Linked DNA regions of Mus musculus: region 1 is linked to region 2. A link is a contact called in public promoter capture Hi-C data. All regions are on one chromosome and are shown on one strand. Each heading gives the region's core, a stretch centred on a gene start, on an enhancer-like site or on the middle of the called end of the contact. The rest is flanking DNA. Distances are from core to core; before and after follow the strand shown.

Evidence for each region. Promoter capture Hi-C pulls out the DNA fragments that hold promoters and counts their contacts.
Region 1: a contact with region 2 is called in a promoter capture Hi-C map of the HPC-7 cell line. The contact joins the promoter of Tmem147 here to the enhancer-like site in region 2. A contact is called at or near these places in 26 of 39 promoter capture datasets (the 3T3-L1 cell line, 3T3-L1-derived adipocytes, the C10 cell line and 16 more), 1 of 15 datasets of contacts at CTCF or cohesin (pro-B cells), 37 of 484 Hi-C or Micro-C datasets (3T3-L1-derived adipocytes, the AML12 cell line, the C10 cell line and 23 more), 10 of 115 datasets of contacts at active chromatin or transcription factors (the 230-238 cell line, the HPC-7 cell line, the SCID.adh cell line and 4 more) and 4 of 9 other capture datasets (adipose tissue, embryonic stem cells, liver and 1 more).

Annotation. Positions count from the first base shown.
Region 1 is chr7:30,727,071-30,731,750 of GRCm38.p6, forward strand. It overlaps Tmem147 (transmembrane protein 147), which reads right to left and starts at 2,464. Exons shown (of 7, transcript NM_027215.2): 1 at 2,274-2,464; 2 at 2,132-2,201; 3 at 1,587-1,646; 4 at 1,362-1,498; 5 at 1,135-1,219; 6 at 917-1,038; 7 at 631-833. The coding sequence starts at 2,350. The coding sequence ends at 710. It overlaps Gapdhs (glyceraldehyde-3-phosphate dehydrogenase, spermatogenic), which reads right to left. Exons shown (of 11, transcript NM_008085.2): 10 at 3,265-3,362; 11 at 2,709-2,889. The coding sequence ends at 2,817.
Region 2 is chr7:30,682,165-30,686,856 of GRCm38.p6, forward strand. No RefSeq gene overlaps it. Among named protein-coding and RNA genes, the nearest start is that of Pmis2, 13 kb to the left of the region's middle. Within about 2 kb of position 1,462, at least 16 of the 459 cell types and tissues checked have an H3K27ac peak or open chromatin away from gene starts, as enhancers often do. A contact at or near this core is called in the HPC-7 cell line, bone marrow-derived macrophages and hematopoietic stem and progenitor cells, where this site is marked.

The DNA.
Region 1 (4,680 bases), core at 1,214-3,713, 46 kb after region 2:
CCTAGAATCTCCCATCCCCCAACCCCCACACACATACTGAGAGACTTAGGCCAGGATTTAATCTGAAGGCTGCAAGACTAGTTGAAGCATGCAGAAGCTCAGAACCGAGGAACTCTTCCGAGTGGCCTTGTGGCTTGAACGATGGCAGGAATTTGACTAGGGAAATCGTTCAGAGGAGCAGCTCCAAATTATGAAGGGCAAATGGCACAGCCTACTGTCACCTTCACTAGGAAACTCCACAGAGAGTTGCAAGTGGAAGACGGTGACCTAAGTAGTAGACAAGTTTTATATGAAGCCCCCTAGCTGTTACATGGTGGATGGACTAGAGTGGAGAAATGGGGGGTTGCAAAGTTGGAGGTAACCAGTTTTGGGAAGACTCACCATGGAAGAGGGCTCAAACCAAGCTGTAAGTTGAGGAAGAATGCCCCTCTACCCCAAAGCCCCCTCCTGAACTCTAGTGTGTTCATTCCTTAGCTTGTTCAATGATTACCAAGCCCCCAGGTTCTCATGGGGAAACCAGGAAGACTGGCCAACATTCCAGCTTATTTATCTGGTTCTGAAGCCAGACAGACTCTGTGAGACCTAAGTCCGAGGATTCGGTTTCTGAGAGAGAGAGATGGACATAACAAAAACCTTTCCAAACACTGTTTACTTCACTGAAATCTGGAGAGAGGAAATGAAAAGGTTCGCCAACACCTGAGATGTCAAGCTAGGAGTGTACATTGACAACAGCAACATACAGGGCCAAGGTGCTGAGGGCCAGCAGTCCTGTTACTACTGCCCGGGCGAGCAGTGCTGTCCAACTACCCAAGGAGAAGAGGTGGACGAAGGTCCTGTGGGGAAACATCACAATGAGGAAAAGGAGAGAGAAAACACACCCCCATTTGAACCCAGCCTCATACCCCACCCAGCTCACTCCATGACAAAGGCCTTGTAGACACTAAGGAACATCAGGAGGAGAACAGCAGGCCGGAAGGTGTGGTACAGGTCATAGCGTGTTATCATCCAGACCTGAGCTGATGCAACGATGTAGTGGACCTGCAGGGAGGCAGGAAGGGACTGGGAAGTTGGAGCCAAGTTTTTGGGAGAAGTATGGCTAACAACATAAAGGTAGGCTAGGGCTAGACTGCATACCAGACTGATGTTGGAGTCAATGCTCATCTGGATATATTTCCAGTCAAATTCAATGCCTCGGGCTCCCACCCAGAGGGGGATGCATCTGAGGAAGGCAAAAGGAGGCAGTCTCTAGTACCCAGACTCCCCCACCCCCAGCACCCAGCCTCTGATCACCTCCCCTCAGCACCCCTGTGGGACCCAGCTGTCCATTCCCGGAAGTCTGGGCTCCAGTTTGCTCCACACACCGGGACATAATGAGTTCAGCAGTGGCCCAGCCCAGGGCAGCAACCATAATCTTGTACTCCCCCTTGCCTGCATTCCGAGACATGACAAGGTTTAGGCCTATCAGGTCTGCCACATCCACACTGGCCTTCATGAATTCCTGTGGGTCAGGTAGAGGCTCGAGTAAACACGGGGACCAGGTGAACCGACTCCTGCACTCTTCCTTGCCCTTCCCTTGTTCAACTTACCCCAATGAAGTCATAGATGCCACCTTCCCAGGTGGGGAAGAAAGTGGCCAAGAACAACATCTGAGATCAGAAAGTAGAAAGGTCACTGGAAGGTGAGGGAGATTAAAAACCGAAACAAACAAACAAAAAACTATGTGGATACTGTGGAAAGTAAGTGTGCAAGTAGAGGATATGACGCTGGGTTCTAGGGGTCATTCTAGGTGTAAGTGGCAAGATCACGTGATCTTGGGAGATAGAGGGCAAGTGGCCTGGTTTCTAAAAGTCTAGAAGTTCACGGGGGAATCTGATGTCTAAAAATGCCTAGGCAGCACCCTGCGACACCCTGTGGGTGAAATATCGCACTAAGAGGTTTTCTCATTTTACAACAGTTGTAAGAAAAAGTTGCATCAGGGCCTTTCTGGCCTTGCATCCCTTCTAAGGTATTCGGGCATAGTCCCTAAGCGTTGTCTCGAGGGTGGTCCTATGGAAGGTGACAGCTGCAGAGTCAGGCCCCTGAGATCTGGAATGCCTGGAGGCCAGACACGTGGAGTCCGGGAGTCCCTCACCTTGCATAGCTGCACAAAGAGGTAGGTGACCCCGGCCTGGACGCATTTCCAGAAGGCGTTGTATTCAGACCTGAAGAAGCCGGCGGTGAGGGGTCGGCCCGGGTCCCGCACCCTCTCCACCCCGCGCCCGCCCTGCACTCACAGGCCGCTGCATTTGTACGTGATGAAATAGGGAAAGTAGGCGAGGGCGAAGCAGTTCCCGAAGTGGAACAGGGTCATGACGCCAGCCGCCCGGTCCCGCAAATGCGGGACTCGCCAGGCGCAGCGTCTCCTCTAGTCGGCCTCGCCGGCACCGGGGCCTGGCGCCCACCTGCTTTGCCGTGGCCCGCGCGCGGCCTTATGGGAACTGTAGTCCGGCCTGGTACGTCGCGTGCAGTGACGTCAGAGCGCCCAGCTCCGGCTGTGTTGCAGGGACTTCCAGAGCCTTGCTTACACCGTTGAAGACCTTGTGTTCAGACAGCGCTTTCCCTCTCCCACTCGGCTCGGAGCCAAGCGCCACCTCTTCTCGCTCATCCGAGAACTTTGAACCCCGCCCTGAACGCAAGGTGATCGGCGCAGAGACAAGAGGGCAAAGCTGTGCGCATTCTCGTTTTTATTTCATTGTTGACCCGGTGGCGGCGCCTTTGAGTGGAAGCCGAAGTCAGGAACGCGAGGTGCGCAGGGGAGCAAGGAGGGGCCTTTTGTGTTACTTCTCTCGGCTAAACATGTAGCGGAGGAGGTCGACCACTCGGTTACTGTAGCCATATTCGTTGTCGTACCTGAGGAGGCGAGGAAGGAGGCGTCAGTGTGTGTGTGTGTGTGTGTATACGTGTACGCACTCGCGCGCTCGCCCTCTTGTCAGCCTCCCCCACTATCCTCTGGCATCTATCCCCTTTACCAGGCGTGTGTGTGTGTGTGTGTGTGTGTGTGTGTGTGTGTGTGTGTGTGTGTGTGTGTGTACGTGTACGCACTCGCGCGCTCGCCCTCTTGTCAGCCTCCCCCACTATCCTCTGGCATCTTTCCCCTTTACCAGGCGTGTGTGTGTGTGTGTGTGTGTGTGTGTGTGTGTGTGTGTGTGTGTGTACGTGTACGCACTCGCGCGCTCGCCCTCTTGTCAGCCTCCCCCACTATCCTCTGGCATCTTTCCCCTTTACCAGGCAACAAGCTTCACGAAGTTGTCATTGAGGGCAATTCCAGCCTTAGCATCAAAGATGGAAGAATGGGGATTGCCGTTAAAGTCCGTGGAGACCACCTGCGTGACAATTTCAAAGATAAATGTAGTCGAGCAAAGATCTCCAGGAACCCAGACTCTCAAACCACATTGTCAGTCACTCATCTGGTATACTGGACAGAGACCTTTTGTGTTGGTGACAGAATGTGATCAAGGCAGGTGGAACCTTTGTCTCAGGGACACAGCAGGGGAGCTCAGTGGATAAAAGTGCTTGTCACATAAGCGTGAGCTTTCTGTGTTTGGATCCGCAGAATCCATATAGAGGCTGGGCGGTTGATGGACACTTATAGGCCCAGCAGTCCAGCTCCAGACTGAGGCTCCTTGGAACAAGATGACTAGCTAGATTAGTTAGTTGTCAAGCTACCTTACATCTTGCCTCGGTAACAAGTGGAGTGCAATGGAGGAAGACATGTTTATCACCTGTACCTGGTGTACCGGTACATGTGCCCCGTGCATCTGCATGTACCCACACGGGGGAAGAGGATACAGATCACAATACCCTAATGAGGTTGCATTAAACGTTACATGAAGCGATGACTGGCACGAGGCTGGGTCTTGGGAGCAGAGGGAAGGAGCTACAGACACAGATCTTGGGGGCTGTAGCCCTTAGGAACACAGGGGGTTGGGGGTGGGTTGGCATTGGGGCTGATTTGATCTGACCCATTCAAATGACATCTTGGCATTTGAGAGTGGACCTGTAAAAGCCAAATGCCAGGGAACTTCACTAAGGTGGAGGTGACTTTTTTTTTTTTTTTTTTTTTTTTGATACAGGGTTTGCTATATAGCTCTGGAACTCACTATATAGAGGGCTGCCCTCACATTCATAGAAGTCTACTGCTTCTATCACCTGAGTGCCTGTGCCTCCACACCTAAGATAGTCTGTTCAGTAAAGGTGTCTGACCTGGCCTGGCCCCTGGGTGTGAATCCAGAAAATGAGAACTGCTGTCTTTTGTTCAGGAGTGTATTAAGAGCCTTCTGGGGCCGGAGAGATGGCTCAGTGGTTAAGAGCACTGAGTGCTCATCCAGAGGTCCCGAGTTCAATTCCCATCAACCACACAGTGGCTCACAACCATCTGTAATGGGGTCTGATGCCCTCTCTTCTGGTGTGTCTGAACAGAGCAATGGTGAATATATAAAATTATTAGCGAAAGCTCCATTTTAGCTCTTAGTTCGCTGTTTTCTTGGACAGTATGTGCTATGGGTTACACAAGTGACTTCCAGTCACCATGGTGCAGAAAAGCAGCATCGTTAGATCAAAGAAACATCTGGTCAAGACACCGAGGCAGGAAGGCCCACTTTCCCAGGCTTGCAGGGAAAGCTGTGTTTGAGATAGGGTCTC
Region 2 (4,692 bases), core at 212-2,711:
TCTGTGTCCTCACCCAGGAGTGGACTTGGCAAGGCTGGGCTGGGGCCGGGGCCAAGGCCAGGGCCTTGAAGGAGTAAAGGTTTCAGGTCCTGGGAAACTGGCTTTTTCCCCTTGAAGGGATTTGGTTATCAGTACTTAAGTATCCTTGTGTTCAAGTTGCTTGATTTAGCTTTCTCCGAACTCTGTCCCAGTCTCTTCCTAAAAATGGCATATGTGATGCTATACTTCTAAATAAACTTGCTTAGCATAAGTTTTAGTTTATGCAAGACCCAGCATTGGCGTTTGTCTTCATTTCCCATCGCTGATCCCTCTCTTACACCCCTTGACACCCTGCTATTCGGGGCTCTTATTTGTGTGAGTCTGAGCCATTCATGATTGACTAGTTTTGTCTTTTTGGTTCCAAGTCTGGCCTTGAACAGTTGAGCCATCTCTCCAGCTTGAGTCCATAATTTCAATGGTCTCCAGGCACATTATTAACTTGGTTGCAAAGTAGGAGGAAAGTTAGGCATTGGAGGTTTGTGCACTATGTATCCAGATGCTGATTTTTATGCCCAGACATCTGGTTGTAGCCCGGAAGCTGGCATGGTCAAGCATCTCCTTTCTCAATGTTGTGTAAAAATTCTTTTCCATCGCCTCTGATTGATTAATAAAGAGCTGATCAGAGAATTAGCTGGGCAGAAGAGAATCCCAGTTAGGGGTTCCCCAAAAGAGACAAGAGGGAGAGACTATGTGGATGGACCATGAAGATTTGCCCTGAGGTCATGAGATCATAATGAGAGAGTAGCCATGAGGACACACATGAACCAGAGCGAGCCAGGGCAAGACTCAGATGGCAAGTGACAGGACATGAGGCTGGGTAGTAGCAGCTTAGTTGGGTTAGAATAGCTCAGAACCTGCCCACCTTAGTGTTTGAAGCTTGTTAATAAAAATATCAGGTCTCTGTGCCATTTATTCAGGAACTAAACTGGGCTAGAGCAGGCATAGAAATGCCCCGTCATTATTTGAGAAGAAAAGGGGTGAAGAAAAGGCCCCCGAGAATTACAGTTACACTTTGGTCTCTGAAAACGAGAAGTATTCCCAGAAACGGTTATTTCTACATAATCATGGCTGTCCTGGAACTTGCTTTGTAGACCAGACTGGCCTCCAATTAACAGAAATCCACCTACCTCTGTCTCCCAGGTGCTAAGATTAAAGGCGTGTGCCACTATGCTTAGCAACTTTAGCTGTTTCTTCAAGAGGACAGGCAAAGACATTTTGCATGCTTGCTGTGTGCCTCCTCCAGCTCTGCACATGAAGCTAATATAAATGACAATTTGAGAAGGTCAAAGGGAGAAGATTCAAAGAAGTCATTGCTGGTTGTGGTGGCTTGAATAGAAATGGCCCCCATAGAATCATGTGTGTGAATACTTAGCCCATCGGGAGTGAGTGGCACTATTAGGAAGTGTGGCCTTGTTGGAGGAAGTGGGCTTTGTGACCTTCTAAGTTCAAGTCTGATCAGTGTGTCATCCGTTTCCTGTTGCCTGCAGAACAAGATGTAGAACTTTCAGCTCTTTCTCTAGCACCATGTTTGCCTGCATACTGCTATGTTTTCTGCCATGATGATAATGGACTAAATCTCTCAACTGTAATTAAATGTTTTCCTTTATAAGAGTTGCTGTGGTCATGGTTTCTCTTCACAGCAATAAAACATTTTATTTATTTATTTATTTTGGTTTTTCGAGACAGGGTTTCTCTGAATAGCCTTGGCTGTCCTGGAACTCACTTTGTAGACCAGGCTGGCCTCGAACTCAGAGATTCACCTGCCTCTGCCTCCCGAGTGCTAGGATTAAAGGTGTGCGCCACCACGCCCAGCCAGCAATAAAACTCTTAAGTCAGAAGTTTGTACCAGGAGTGGGATATTGCAGACCTGACTATGTTCTGGGGAGGATTGTGGAAGAACTTTGAGACTTTGGGCTAGAAGAACCATTGAGTGTTGAGAGCTCATTGGAATGTTCTTTTGTTTGTTGGTTGGTTTTGTTTTTTCTTAAGGATTCATTTATTTATTTTATGTGAGTACACGGTAGCTGTCTTCAGACACACCAGAAGAAGGCATCAAATACTACTACAAATGGTTGTGACCCATCATGTGGTTGCTGGGAATTGAACTCAGGACCTCTGGAAGAACAGTCAGTGCTCTTAACTGCTGAGCCATCTCTCCAGACTCCAGTGGGATGTTGTTTAGGGGTTAGGAAGATAAGAATTTTTAAGCAGTGCAGAAGATGAAGGCTTGGCTTGTGAAGCCTCAGAGGAAAATTTAAAGACTCTATCAGGGCCATGTGCTATTTTGATTTCAGATTCTGTGTTCTGGTTAGGTGGGGCTCAAGAATCAGCTGTGATTAATAAGATACCAAACTATTGAAGTGAAACCTTAGCATTTCTGTGACAATTGATGGTGGTTAGATAGAGCTAAGAAATTAGCAGTGATTAAAAAGATTCCAGGAAACGCCTCCATGAGATCTAGTTCTAAGGCATTTTCTCAACTAGTGATCAACGAGGGAGGACCCAGCTCACCATGGATGGTTTCACCTCTGAGCTGGTAGTCCTCAGTTCTCTAAGAAAGCAGGCTGAGCAAGCCAGTGGAAGTAAGCCAGTAAACAGCACCCCTCCATGGCCACTGCATCCGCTCCTGCCTCCAGGTTCCATCCCTGCTTGAGTTCCTGTCCTGACTTTCACCAATGATAGGCCATGATCTGGAAGTGTAAGCCAAATAAACACCTTCCTCCCCCACACTCTTCTTCTTCTTTTTTTTTTTTTTTTTTTTTTTTACTGATTTTTTAAAAATTAGGTATTTTCCTCATTTACATTTTCAATGCTATCCCAAAGGTCCCCCATACCCACCCCCCCAATCCCCTACCCACCCACTCCCCCTTTTTGGCCCTGGCGTTCCCCTGTACTGGGGCATATAAAGTTTGCAAGTCCAATGGGCCTCTCTTTGCAGTGATGGCCGACTAGGCCATCTTTTGATACATATGCAGCTAAAGACAAGAGCTCCCGGGTACTGGTTAGTTCATATTGTTGTTCCACCTATAGGGTTGCAGTTCCCTATAGCTCCTTGGGTAATATCTCTAGCTCCTCCATTAGGGGGCGTGTGACCCATCCAATAGCTGACTGTGATCATCCACTTCTGTGTTTGCTAGGCCCAACATAGTCTCACAAGAGAGAGCTATAACTGGGTCCTTTCAGCGAAATCTTGCTAGTGTATGCAATGGTGTCAGCATTTGGAAGCTGATTATGGGATGGATCCCTGCATATGGCAGTCACTAGATGGTCCATCCTTTCGTCACAGCTCCAAATTTTGTCTCTGTAACTCCTTCTATGGGTGTTTTGTTCCCATTTCTAAGAAAGGGTAAAGTGTCCACACTTTGGTCTTCGTTCTTCTTGAATGTCATGCGTTTGGCAAGTTGTATCTTATATCTTGGGTATCCTAAGTTTCTGGGCTATTATCCACTTATCAGTGAGTACATATTGTGCAAGTTCCTTTGTGATTGGGCCCCCACACTCTTCTTGTCATGGTGTTTCCTTGCAGCAATAGAAACCCTAAGACACTGCCTTTCGCGTGCGTGAGTGAATGGACATATGCTGTGGTGTGTGTTGCTCATGTATCTAAAATCAATTGTACATATAGCTACTGTTTTTGTTTCTCTTCCTATTGTTGCCAATTTTTTACTCCCTACCTCAGGGCCTTTGCACTTGCTGCTCCTGCCCTTTCCTGGAACCCTTGCCAGATTGGTTCCTCTTGTACTTCCTTTCCTAGGAGGATGTTTTTGACCACTCCATTCCTGCTGCCCAGGCTGTTACATCCCTCCAGAGCCCACCCCTTCCTTTTTTTTTTTTTTTTTTGGTTTTTCGAGACAGGGTTTCTCTGTATAGCCCTGGCTGTCCTGGAACTCACTTTGTAGACCAGGCTGGCCTTGAACTCAGAAATCTACCTGCCTCTGCCTCCCAAGTGCTGGGATTAAAGGCATGTGCCACCACGCCCAGCTTCCCTTCCTCTTTTTAATTACCCCCTCCCCCATAGCTATGTTCATGTAGTCTTGCGTCCATATGATCAAAATTCTCAACAGAAACAACTTGAGAGAGTATTCATTTTGGTTCACAGCTTTGAGGAGTCCTTCATGGTGGCATTTGAACGGTAGACATTTCCTGGGGAGACTCAATCAAAGTGGAAACGTATGTTTCCTTTGGAAAGTCAGTGGTGTTGGATGATGTTTTGCTGGGGCAAACACACGAAGTGTTTTCCTGAAGTAGGCACAGGTGAAGGAACATTTCACTGAAGTAGGCACAGGTGAAAGGATGTTTTACAAAAGCAACCCTGTGAGAGGACATGTGATGAAGGATTCTTCACTAAGGACACATATGTGTTAGTGTCGTTACTGAAGAATTATGTAGCTGAGCTCTGTTTGTTGTGACTCCATAGAGAGAAATGCACCAAAAAAACCTTCTAGTGGTGTTCTGGTGGCCTCTTACTGCTTCTGAGGACTCAGGCCGGTTGGCAGACTGATGTCAGCTGATACAGACTCTTGCTGAGGCAAGACCCGTGGAGGACATATGTTTGGAGGGAGTATAACTAGGACTCAGTGGGGGGAGGCTTGCATAGCTAGCTTTGCAGGCTTCTTGGTCTCAAGTCTTCACTGATCTTCACTTCGTTGAGAG